2 separate regions of the Salmo salar genome follow, and region 1 is linked to region 2. A link is a contact called in public Hi-C data. All regions are on one chromosome and are shown on one strand. The core of a region is the stretch at or near the end of the contact, and the rest is flanking DNA. Distances in the headings are between cores, read along the strand shown. Region 1 holds the start of LOC106589609 (COP9 signalosome complex subunit 1). Region 2 holds the start of LOC106589602 (WD repeat domain phosphoinositide-interacting protein 1).

Region 1 (5,690 bases), core at 2,894-5,393, 200 kb after region 2:
ACAGGTAACTCAAACTTAAGCATAAATTATGTATTGATGGGACAATACGTTAGGATTGGGCCATAGTGGCTGAGGTTATGAGGGGTAGAGAAGACATGGACTTCTCATCTCAGAGAATCTGTTTCAGTTTTACTTTATGGCTCCACTGAACATCAACCATTGCTTTAGTGGAGGATTCTAACCGTGCAGATTAGGGAACGCCCAATATCACACCAAACAACCACAAGACCAACAGAAATTGGCAGAAGAGCCAATAAGATGGCTTGGCGTCAATTCATCAAGATGAGTTACGCATGTGGTTTGTTAGAATCGTTATAGAACCCGATCCAAGCAGTCAATTGATTCCAAATGGCCAAAGATGCTCTTGACGCACATCTGGTCATTCTGAACCACAGGAGCTGATACTCTTGCCAAGGGGGGAGAAGTTGTTTATTTAATGGTTGAGATGTTTTTCTGAGATGAGTTCCAAGTGCTTGAGCTCTGTGCTGACAGGGAGTGGACTGGGTATCTGCAATGTCCCAGATGTCTCTACTTTTGTAATAGCAGTGGGAAACCCAGATGTGGGCCAGCATGGGGGCATGAATCTGCAGTGTTGGCAACAACAACAAAAAGTTGTTGTATTGGATAGGTGCAGTGAAATGTGTTGTTTTAAAGGGTCAGCCATAGTAGTATAACATCCCTTGAGCAAATTAGGTTTAAATGCCTTGCTCAAGGGCACGTTGACAGATTTTTTTACCTTGTCGGCTGGGGTATTCAAACCAGCGACCTCTTGGTTGCTGGCCCAACGCTCTAACTGCTAAGCTACCTGCTGCCCTATGGCTAAAACCATCCTTATGAGCACATGAAGACATTGGAAAGACGTTGAAAATAAATATTTTCAAAATCTTGTGTTCACTGGGATAGAATCTTAGACCAGAATTTGCCATAGCAGCACATTTCCTCCACTTCCATGTTCTATATGATAATCAAACCCTTGTTGAAGGAGTACAGTCAAGTCTCAGAGAAATGGACCTGCAGTGTAGTTGCAGTGACATACAGCCCATGGCGCTAGAAATGATGTTCACTCTTTACTGTTACTACAGCTGCTTGGAGAACAGAGAGAGGGGAAGGAGTCCTTGTGTACTCTAGAAACATGCCCTGTCTGGAGGTGTTTCTAATAGTACAAGACAAATGAGATGATCTACCCTGTAGACAAAACATAACCGGGGTATTTGTTGTTGACATAACAAATACCCTTATCCAGGGTCATAGGCTGCACCTGAACCACTGCCAAGTTCGGTCTTTTGTGTGTGTGTGTGTGTGTGTGTGTGTGTGTGTGTGTGTGTGTGTGTGTGTGTGTGTGTGTGTGTGTGTGTGTGTGTGTGTGTGTGTGTGTGTGTTCCTCCCTACCTGTTCTTTGGCTTTGGACACCCAGGTCTGGAACAGCAAATCCAGTCTGGACTTGTGGTACTTCCTGGTGGTCTTCACCGCTATGAAAATGTCTTTCAGCTCTAGAGGGGTCCTGGACCGAGACCCTTCCAGCCCCCACCACAACTCCAGCTCTGTGGAGGAAGTTCTCCTTCGGCCCTGTCTGAGAGTCTGTATGCTTCCCATTGGCCTGGGTGTCACCTCGACCAGCTGTATACACCCAGTCCCCATCCCCAGTCCTCTTGGTCTCTCTGGGTGTGCCCTGCCCTATAGATCCACCAACAATCCCATTACGTCCCACTGTCACTTTCCCCACATCTGCCTGGAGAGGGACCACCAGACCTCCATGGTGCTGGGGGGATTTGCTGGCACCTGTGCCTGCCCGGGCAGGCTTGGTGTGGGCCCGCGGCTGAGGCAGGTCCCCCTGATGCTGTGAGGGCTGAAGGGCAGGGATGAGGAGCAGCAGGAGGGCACAGAGGGCCAGGGAGAACAGAAAGCAGAGCTTGCTGACACCCATCGAGGAGACATGCATCCTGATTGGCCGCTGGAGGGGCCTGTCAGCCGCCAGCTTTGTTTCCCGCTCCACCGCGTCCCATCTTTATGACATCACACAGGAACCTGAAGAGACATCAACACACATGACTTCATCATCACCACCCCCACCACCCTCATAATAAGATGACAGTGACACTTGAAAACATAATCTGAGTGTATGGATACTGGCTCCTGCATGGGTTTACTCTACCCTGGGTGCCAGACAGACTAGTCTGTTTCTGCATAAAAGGGACATGATTTCACTGTACAACTCTATATACATTCTGATTGAGTCCCTCTTAAATGGCAGACACTATTTCTTCGCAGTCTGACCACTAACTTTTGCTGAATTGCAAAGACAGGCCTGTATAGTCTGGAAGTTCTCCTCTTGGCACATTGTCACTCATGCCCTTCCATTTGCCAGTCAGTTCATACAGGTCACATTTAATTGACAGACTTACCTTCAGTGTGTGAGCAATTTCCTGTTTGCTGCTATTTTCAGAGGCAATGATACCTCAACCAGTAACAGATGTCAGTTGTAGTAAGCAGAGGGATGTAATCAAACCCTTTTTTCTTTACTAAAATTAGCCCCCTTAGTAAAATATGAGCTCTCAGCACAGATATGTGGATATAGCATGAAGGATAGTATGGTTTATGAAGGAGTTATACATCATTTACAGGGGGAAATAAATAAATAACCCAAACGCCTAAAATTTAATATTTTGGTGCCTGGTTTGGGATTATGCAAATCTGCAAATCTGGTAGATACAAATCTGCCAGATTGGGTCACTGCCAATAGAAACAGGTCTGACTGTGGGCTCGGTCATTTAACTGTAGCTTTCACAACAAATGTATGAAAACAACAACGCGATTAACCAACATTATTGGGTCTTATAAAGGTAACTTTAAAGTTTACGGGGATGTTTAGGAGTTGTTTCGTGTGCATGTCGTGCACATACGGATCTATAGGCTGTCCTACGGTAAACAAAAGAAAGGCAAGAGTGTCCAGTCAATTATTTTGAATTACATTCTATGAAACCCCCTGCTTATTCCGAGTTACTTAAAACACGTATTATGTGATGACGAAAATGCCTTATACTTACATGGAAACTAAATAAATCACGTTTTTAATCCGACGTGCCTCCTCCCAACTGCAGCAACAAAACACCAGGGGAACTGGACACCAAAAATGAATTAAGTGAACAGAATCTGATCAAAGAAAATGAAAATACAACACAGGGTTTCCAGACGCTTTTATACTCTTCAACGATCTTCTCTTTTTTGTCTCCTCGTCTTGACTATGATTTGATTGGGCTCAGATTTTAACCATCAGCAAGCAGCCCGCTTTCTCTATTCGACCGCGATTAAGTAGCCTAGCTGTGCACTCAACCAGTCAAGTGCAGGCGAGTCAAACAATGTAATTTGTTTCTATTGCGATTATAAACGACCTATGTTTCTCGGATTCCTCTCAAGTCACCTACTGTGTGATTCTCTCTCCAAAAGCAAATCCTCTGAAACTGAGCGCCCTCTGGCTGATGCTGACCTGGCCTTGCAAGTTAAATGTCCCTGTAGTGTAGTAGGCTACAGCTGTTGGGGTCGCCACTGTGTTGCTATTTTCGCTCTGGATGTCGTAGCCTATTTTGTGCTGACAATGAAAAAGTTGTCAGACAAAACAACTCGCGGCAAAATCCCTCCAGTATGCTTAGCCAACTGGTGTGATAAAGTTAAAAACATGTATTCATCTCAATGGTGACCTCAAATAAATTGTTAGAATTTACAATTTGAGTAATTCATTTTTAATATCTGAACTAGTTGCATCTTAATACAAATTACCATCAGTTTGCAACTGTTTTTTGTTGTTGTTGATCGAAATATTCCGCGTTCAAAACAACTGGGAACTCGGAAATCTCCGATGACTTCAGTGCGTTGAAACAACTGGAAACTCGGAAACAAACGATCTCCCACTGGTAAAAATCGATTCGAACGGTAATCCGAATGGGAATTATCGGGCCGCTTCTAGAGCTCCGATTTTTCAACCTGAATATCACTGACGTCATGATTTGACCTCGTATTTTTCCGAGTTCGGAGTGGACATGAACGCTGCAATAACACTGCCTCGGACACATCTGGAGCAGCGCTGACGTCATTATGTAAAGAGCCCTGTGAACCCATGCCCCGGATGTGATAGCGAGCCGTTGTTTAGCGCTGTCGACTCAGATTATCCATCATATTACATTTTAGTCATTTAACATATGCTCTTATCTCGAGCTATTTACAGTAGTGAGTGGATACATTGTTGTACATTTTTCTGGTCCCACATGGGACTCAAACCCACAACCCTGGCGTTTGCAAGCGCCGTGCTCTACAAACTGAGACACACGGGACCATATCGACCAGTTAATCGACTGGCTGCTCCAACAATGAAAATAAATGTATTCAGAAATGGAAGGCAGTCGGGAGAAGGCAAGATCAGGTGGGACCATTCTAGCCAATGACAGAGCAGATACGAGTGTGATAACAGGCACAACTCCGATATAAAGTGTTTTTTTCTTCTCAAACTTGGCAGGATATCATGTGTGCTACTTATATCAGTATACTCGTAACAACGTAAGCATTACCAAACGTATATTCGATCAAATAAGCCTCAAGTAGAAAATAAGACATTCATTTTTTGTTAACCAAATTCCACTGATTGATCTCCATACAACAACTCCTCCCTTGATCAGCGGGGAAAACGCCACCTGCTGGAGAAGACAGATTTTGGTCCCAGTTATCCGTCTCGCTTCGCTTCTTCCGCTGAACGTCACAAACCGTGAAAGATGCCTTTGCCCGTGCAAGTATTCAACTTTCAGGTAATAATTAATCGATTTTGATGCATGTTTACACAAAAACGATATGCGGGTATGCACGTGGAGAAGGCTGTCCTCGCGCTTAACTGGGACGGTGGGTACTCCGATAAACACGCAAGCCTTGCATAAATCGGGAGTAGTTTGGGCCGCTAGCAGTACTGGCAAGCTAACTAGCTAGGCTAACTTTAGTAAGTTCATATAGCTAACTCTACAGCGTTATATTTCCATTCACTGTTATTCTATACCAACTGACTAATGTTAGAATGACACATTTTTTTGAAAGGTGTACCCCAGGAAACTGTTCGCTGGTCATTTCTGGTTTCTTCAGGCACTTTGACAGTCATGCTAACTAGCTAGTTTTCTGTTATTGTAGTTAGTTGGCTGACTTGTTATCCAGCTAGTAGTAGTTTAGCCATCCCTTTTTAATTTTGTTCAGCGACAGATGTACATTGTGTCTCCAATGTAAATATCCAGTAGGACATGAGCGATCTGTCTATTGTGGGAGTGTCGTGTATGTATGGCTATTCGTTACCTTTGTAACCTGGTTGCAGACAGTCAGTATTCCCCTCATTGTACCACGCTGCTATGACACTTATCAACACTATGTACAGAACTGCCAAAATAAAGATGACACTTGATAAAATCAGGGATACAAAGAATATTGAAAGCAGGTGCGTCCACAGGTATGGTTCCTGAGTTAATTAATCAATTAACATCTCATCATGTTTAGGGTCATGTATAAAAATTCCCTGTTGCCTGTTATTATGGCTACCATTGCTAAAAGAAGATATCTCTGTGACTTTGAAAGAGGGGGTATCAAAAGAGCAAAGGGGGTTTAAAGTGTGTGTGTCAGTCACCTGATCTCAACCCTATTTTTTAAATTTTACCTTTATTTAACTA
Region 2 (5,733 bases), core at 1,731-4,230:
TTGTGGTGCCATAATCTATGTAAATCATAAACCATAGGGGTCTTAAGCTATGGAAATAAATGCACATATAACAGAAAAAAACATACAATAAAAAATTAGATGACACAATGTTTATGAGTGGAAAGGCTGATTGGACCACTAAAGGCAGAGGATGTTGTTTTCTAAGCATACACACACTCGGCTGACCGGGAAGTGTAGGGAATATGTGCAATGCCTCACTACCCAGTGAGCTATATATAGCAGTCATGGGGAAATTAAGGATACACAGTGTGCTGTATAGCCAACACAGTAAGAGTTGAATCAGGTCATGTATTATTATTATTATTTTCTTTTTTTAAGATCCCCATTCGCTGTTGCGAAAGGATGTAATCACCCTAAGCACTTCAAACAGCACTGATAATCAAGCACACTATCTATGGGCATATACAGAAATACTGTGTAGAGAAAAGGAGGGGCAGGCGTCTGTCAACAGATGGAATAGGATGGAGTAGGATAATATAGGATATTCAATCTAGAATAGACACTGATTTAAGATCAGTTTAATGTTTTCCTCCTGTATGGTTTAGGTTACGCTATCGGGAGGGTGAGCTGATCCTAGATCTGTGCCTGAGGGCAACCGCTACCCAGAGTTGATCAGGTGAGTGGTTCAGTTGGATATAGGTCCTTGCCCAGCCAGGCAACTTATAGCCTAACTGCTGAGAAAGATTGAAAATGGGAGAGATTTAATGTCAATGTGTCTGTTTGACCACCTGGATTGTTTACGACGCCAGACCCCAGCCATGCAGCTGTTATTACACCTGTAATTGACCTGTAGATCAAGTGTCTGGATGCTCCTTTATCACTCACACTAATGTTGCCATAACCCAATACATCCAACCGCCCCATTCATGCAGTTGTGATAGTATTTGACAGTTCCAAAACGCATTGCATGTGTCATCATCTGAGACAAATACCAGACTTGCACAATACACACAAAAAAATGTGGGTTCCTCAAGTGTTCTTTGCGAAGAGTGATGGTTCTATGTGTAACCATACTAACCCAAAGAACCCTTCAATAGTTATTTGCAGTTCAAAAAAAGGTTATTTCCTTTTTTTGTGATAATTCAAATGTAGGGGTGGCGGCTCATTAGAATATTTTGGGGCTTGGTTTGCTCACAGATCTTTTTGTGCAACCGTGAGTGAGTGTCATTCCAGTTGATCTAAAATGTTGTGTTATGCTATCATATGTTATACAGTATATGACTTAGGCCAGTGACCGTGTTTTATGAACAGTTGACTAGTCAGTAGTTCTCAATTCTCTCCCCAGGGACCCCCAGCAGTTCCAGAGCTAGCACACCTATTTCAACTTGTTATTAAACATAATAAAACCTGTGGAATTTTTATAATATAATATGGCTATCAAACCAAAACGTAAAAAAACTCGTACAGCTCTACAATAGATATAAGAATGAATAGAACAGGCGTCTCCATTCAAGTAAATTATGGCATAAAAGAGTACCACAGTAAGAGTCATAATGCCCATAAAACATAGCAGTCAAACAGGGAAATGGTTCCAATCGTTTTTCCACCATTCATTTTTCCCATAGGGGAATTTATAAACACTTCAAATAAGGGCTGTGTTTCGTGTAGACTTACCCTGGCTTGACATTTTGATAACCACGTAAATCTCTCCAGGACAAGGTGACTTTTATCAAGATATTGCCTGTACTTACCCCCCATAAAAAAACATTAAATGCTGATTAGCTGCTAATGTGGCTATCATAAAGAACTAAAAATGCCATGATGATATGGACAAGAATGCCGAAGCGAAGGTAAGAATCTCTGGATTAACAATCTAAATGTATTAATCAATAACTTGGTTACATTTCTTTAAATGGAAAATTATGTGAACTGTCTCATGCTAGTTTTAAATTGACAAAATACATGTTAGCAAAAGTGTCAGCTAGAGAACGTGCAGGAGCATATAGGGATTTGTAGTTTTGCATGATGTCTCTTTTGACGCTAATGAGCATTTCCGAATCTGAGAGTAAATACAGCCGAATATATTGATAAATCGCCTTATCCGAGAGAGATTTACATGGTTATCAAAACGTCACGCCAGGGTAAGTCTACACGAAACACAGCCCATATTTTAAGTGATTCTAAAATCCCCTATCCCCTTTCTGGTGGCGCACATATTAATTATGATCATGTCCGAGCGCGGAGTTGTGTCCATAGTTTTCGCGTTTGGCTTCCGTGTTTTAAAAGCGTTCGAAAATGATTTGGCACTATATAGAACCATTTGTTTTTAGTGTGTAGTCTGCTGACCAGTATCTCCACTGTAGGTCAAATCTAGCTTGGATACTTTTCTTTGGCCACCAATAGGCCTTCGTAGTGTGGTGGCCTACTTCACAAGCTAGTAACCTATATTTTAGGAACTGTGTTGAAGAGACACCATGGGACAATTGGATAAACAAAATGCACAAGTAGGTGAGGTTGGAAGATACAATTCTTACAGTAACATATTTCTGCTACAGACCATATTATAGCTGGAAGCATAAGGAAATACTTCGGCCCTAGATTATGCAAGAATATATCTAGCAGTATGACAAGTAGAATCCGCTAGATTACGTGGTGTCCTGGTTGAACGAGGAACTGATCAAGTCTTGTGGCCCTCCTGGACCGTCGAATGTCTCCCGGTCCTCCATCTCGTCCACGGTTATTATCCTGCTCCACTGCCCTAGTTTGCAGAGCTGGGATCTGATCGATCACTCCGAAACCCAGCTCCTCTACACACGTTTGCGCTAGAGATGAGTTAATACAATGTAATAAATGCTATACAAATTACAAACGGCTGGTTTGAATCCTGAAACTATAATTCCCTGTTATTGTTTTTGTTTTACTGTTTGAGGAAGGCACTTGTATTGTTCTGTTTTTATCCTTAACATCAATAAATAACAGGAGACCAACAAGTGAAACAAAAACCGCTGAGGGCTGTATGCGTGACTTTTCTATTGGCTGGTTAGAACATTACCTCTGCACCACTCAGATTGGCCGACCTTTTCATAACTTGTATCTGATTGGTTTACAAGAAAACAGTCCAGAGAGCACCGCCCATTCTAAATTACACGATTGCGATTGGTTCACTTTACCTTCTTCGGGCACGAGGAATTGTTTTGATTGTTTTGATTGGATGAACCCATCAAGTGTTTTGCTGACCGCATCTTTGCTACATCTCTCTATGTGAAGCTTTGCAGAGTTTGCACAAAAGCAACACATACATAGGATTTTACTTAAATTGATCACTCTTTTGTTTCTGGGAATTTTCTTGCACAGCAGGAAATGCACATTTGTAGTGTATTTGAGTTTTAAAAAGGCTTCTAAAGTCTGTAATTTCCACTTTGAAATTTCAGACTTGATATGCCCTAACGAAAAGGGTATCGAGCCCTACAAAAATGTACTTTAATTATAATCCACTGAATAATTAACATTTCCTGTTGCTCCAGGATTATTTTACTGCTGTAGCAACCTGGCTCTAATTAAGATCCTACATCTGTACAACAATGCATTATACATATTCCTTGGCTGATCTGTCATTAAACATAATCTAATCCAATGGCACCGCGATCAGCCATATATTGTTTATATTAAGGTTAAACTGCTGAAGTACAGTGCGCAGAACATTTATCTTCATAAAACAACAATATCCTCCCAAAATATTCATACATTTAATATTATTTGAATAGAGGACGCTCCACTGTTCATGGGAAATTAATATGAGGCTATCAGGTCCTTATATCTGCTATTGATTTCCCATTGACGTCATGATTTCCATGCGTTCCCCTTTAAGGTTGCCAAGGGTTACGGCTCACGTGTCAGAATGAGGCGAATTGACGTCAATGACGGTTCGTGATTGGTTCTAAACCCATATCCGGTGGGGCAGCGGTCCAAGTTTTTGGAAAAATCGAAGAGAGATTTTTTGGTAAGCTTGTGGAAATAACATCCAAAACCGAGTTAGTGTCGAAAGGGCTCGCCAATAATTTGCGGATTGTTGTAAGTATTGCGCACATTGTTTGAAATTGATGCCATTTGCGATCGCGGGATATGTAGCCTCCGCCTTGTATTTGTTTATGATAGAGCTCAAGATGGCGTCATTGGCAAGACTGGCCAGAACTGAAGTATCTCTGGACTGACTGGCTTTGCAGGCCAAAATGCCAACTAGTTTTCTAGCTAGCTACCTAGCTGGTTGATAGATTTGATATCCATCAATACAGTTTTAGCAAGTTAGCTTCGTCATGATTATGTTTATTTAAGTTAGCTAACGTACCAGTAAACTGCGATCAAACAGCCATCTGATGCGTATTAACTCTAGTAACGTTAGCTACGGTATTATAGCCTAGGCCAGTTAGGTATTGGTTGCTGTCATCTCTTATGCTCCTAGTTAACGCAGTGTTGTATCTTTAACAGCTATATTATCAGAGGTGGCTGGCTAGCTAGCATTGATGCCCCCGAAATGTACCTTGTTTTCCATGTTTGTTGGTAGCCAACCATAGTTTGCCTTCTATTTTATCGAAGTTGTAACGTTACTGCTCCAGTCAACGTTTTGAAAGCAAGGTCATTTTGAATGTTTTTCTTTTTGGTGGGGGATCTGTCATATTATTCCAGGAGACAGTTCATGGGCAGTATTGAAAACGCCAGAGCAAAAAGCATTGCTAGATAGCAGGACATTCAAGAACTGTCTGAAATCCCAATCAGCAGTAGCTCGGCTAACTATTTATTTTATTGATACTTGATGTAAATGGTTGTTTATATAATTTGACTCTTCATGATCTGTACTTAGTGTACAATGCAACCCTTTGGTGGTGTACCTAACGTGACCAATGCACTAGATCCTCTCTTTTGAAGTAAAGCAGCATGTCGTACTTGCTACTAGCTCCATTTTTTTTGGTCAATATTATCAATCTAAATCTACTTTGACAGATTAGTAATGACATGGTCCTATTTAAATGGCATATGATATACAGTAATTTTGACCGCAACATGATGAAACTGATAAGAAATGTAACTTTTCTTCTCCCGTCAAACAAGGACACAGTTTGTTTTGTTGTTTGGGCCTATCTGTTTACCACCATTTTAAGACTTAATTACATCATATGACAAGTTACCCTCAAGCATCCCTGAAATGCCTGTCTCTTTTTCTTTCTGTCTCACACTCTCCCTCCCTTCCTCTAATCCCTTCCAATGAGTCCCTCCCTCTCTTCCTCTCTCTCGCATCTGCATATTAGTCAGTTATCAGATGTTATAAGACTATAACAACCACATTAGAAGAAGATTGTAACTCTTTAAAAAATATATATATATGCGTAGTAGAAGTAACAATCCAAGTTGTCTCTCTCAATCTCTAGTTTAGAGGCCAGAGTTCGCCAGTTCACCAGGTCGTAGCAGAGCAGTAGCGCGTCTTCAATCGTGATGGCGTCGGGCAGTACGAGCAGCGAGGAGGAGAGGAGTCTGAGGGAGTGTGAGCTGTACGTGCAGAAACACAACATCCAGCAGCTGCTGAAGGACTGCATCGTCCAGCTGTGTACCTCCCGGCCTGACAGACCCATGGCCTTCCTCAGAGAGTACTTCGAGAGGCTGGAGAAGGTGAGTCTGGGCTGGTAGGGTGGCGTGTGCGTGTGTGTGTGTGTTCAACTGTGCGCATCATCCAGCTGTGTTCCTCCAGGCCCATGGCCTTCCATGAAACTAGTTTTATAA

What was found. Hi-C and Micro-C count contacts between places; a contact is called where the count stands out from the background.
Region 1: a Hi-C map of gill shows a contact between it and region 2, with 3 times the contacts expected there. The contact joins the promoter of LOC106589609 here to the promoter of LOC106589602 in region 2. A contact is called at or near these places in 2 of 3 Hi-C or Micro-C datasets (gill and muscle).

The regions. Positions count from the first base shown.
Region 1 is chrssa28:16,664,588-16,670,277 of Ssal_v3.1, forward strand. It overlaps LOC106589609 (COP9 signalosome complex subunit 1), which reads left to right and starts at 4,144. Exons shown (of 14, transcript XM_014179794.2): 1 at 4,144-4,793. rfng (RFNG O-fucosylpeptide 3-beta-N-acetylglucosaminyltransferase) reads right to left here and starts at 5,380. Exons shown (of 9, transcript XM_014179797.2): 1 at 5,323-5,380; 2 at 1,390-2,025. The coding sequence starts at 1,638.
Region 2 is chrssa28:16,469,832-16,475,564 of Ssal_v3.1, forward strand. It overlaps LOC106589602 (WD repeat domain phosphoinositide-interacting protein 1), which reads right to left and starts at 2,981. Exons shown (of 12, transcript XM_014179780.2): 1 at 2,611-2,981. The coding sequence starts at 2,687. It overlaps prkar1ab (protein kinase, cAMP-dependent, regulatory, type I, alpha (tissue specific extinguisher 1) b), which reads left to right and starts at 1,541. Exons shown (of 11, transcript XM_014179785.2): 1 at 1,541-1,811; 2 at 5,385-5,622. The coding sequence starts at 5,449.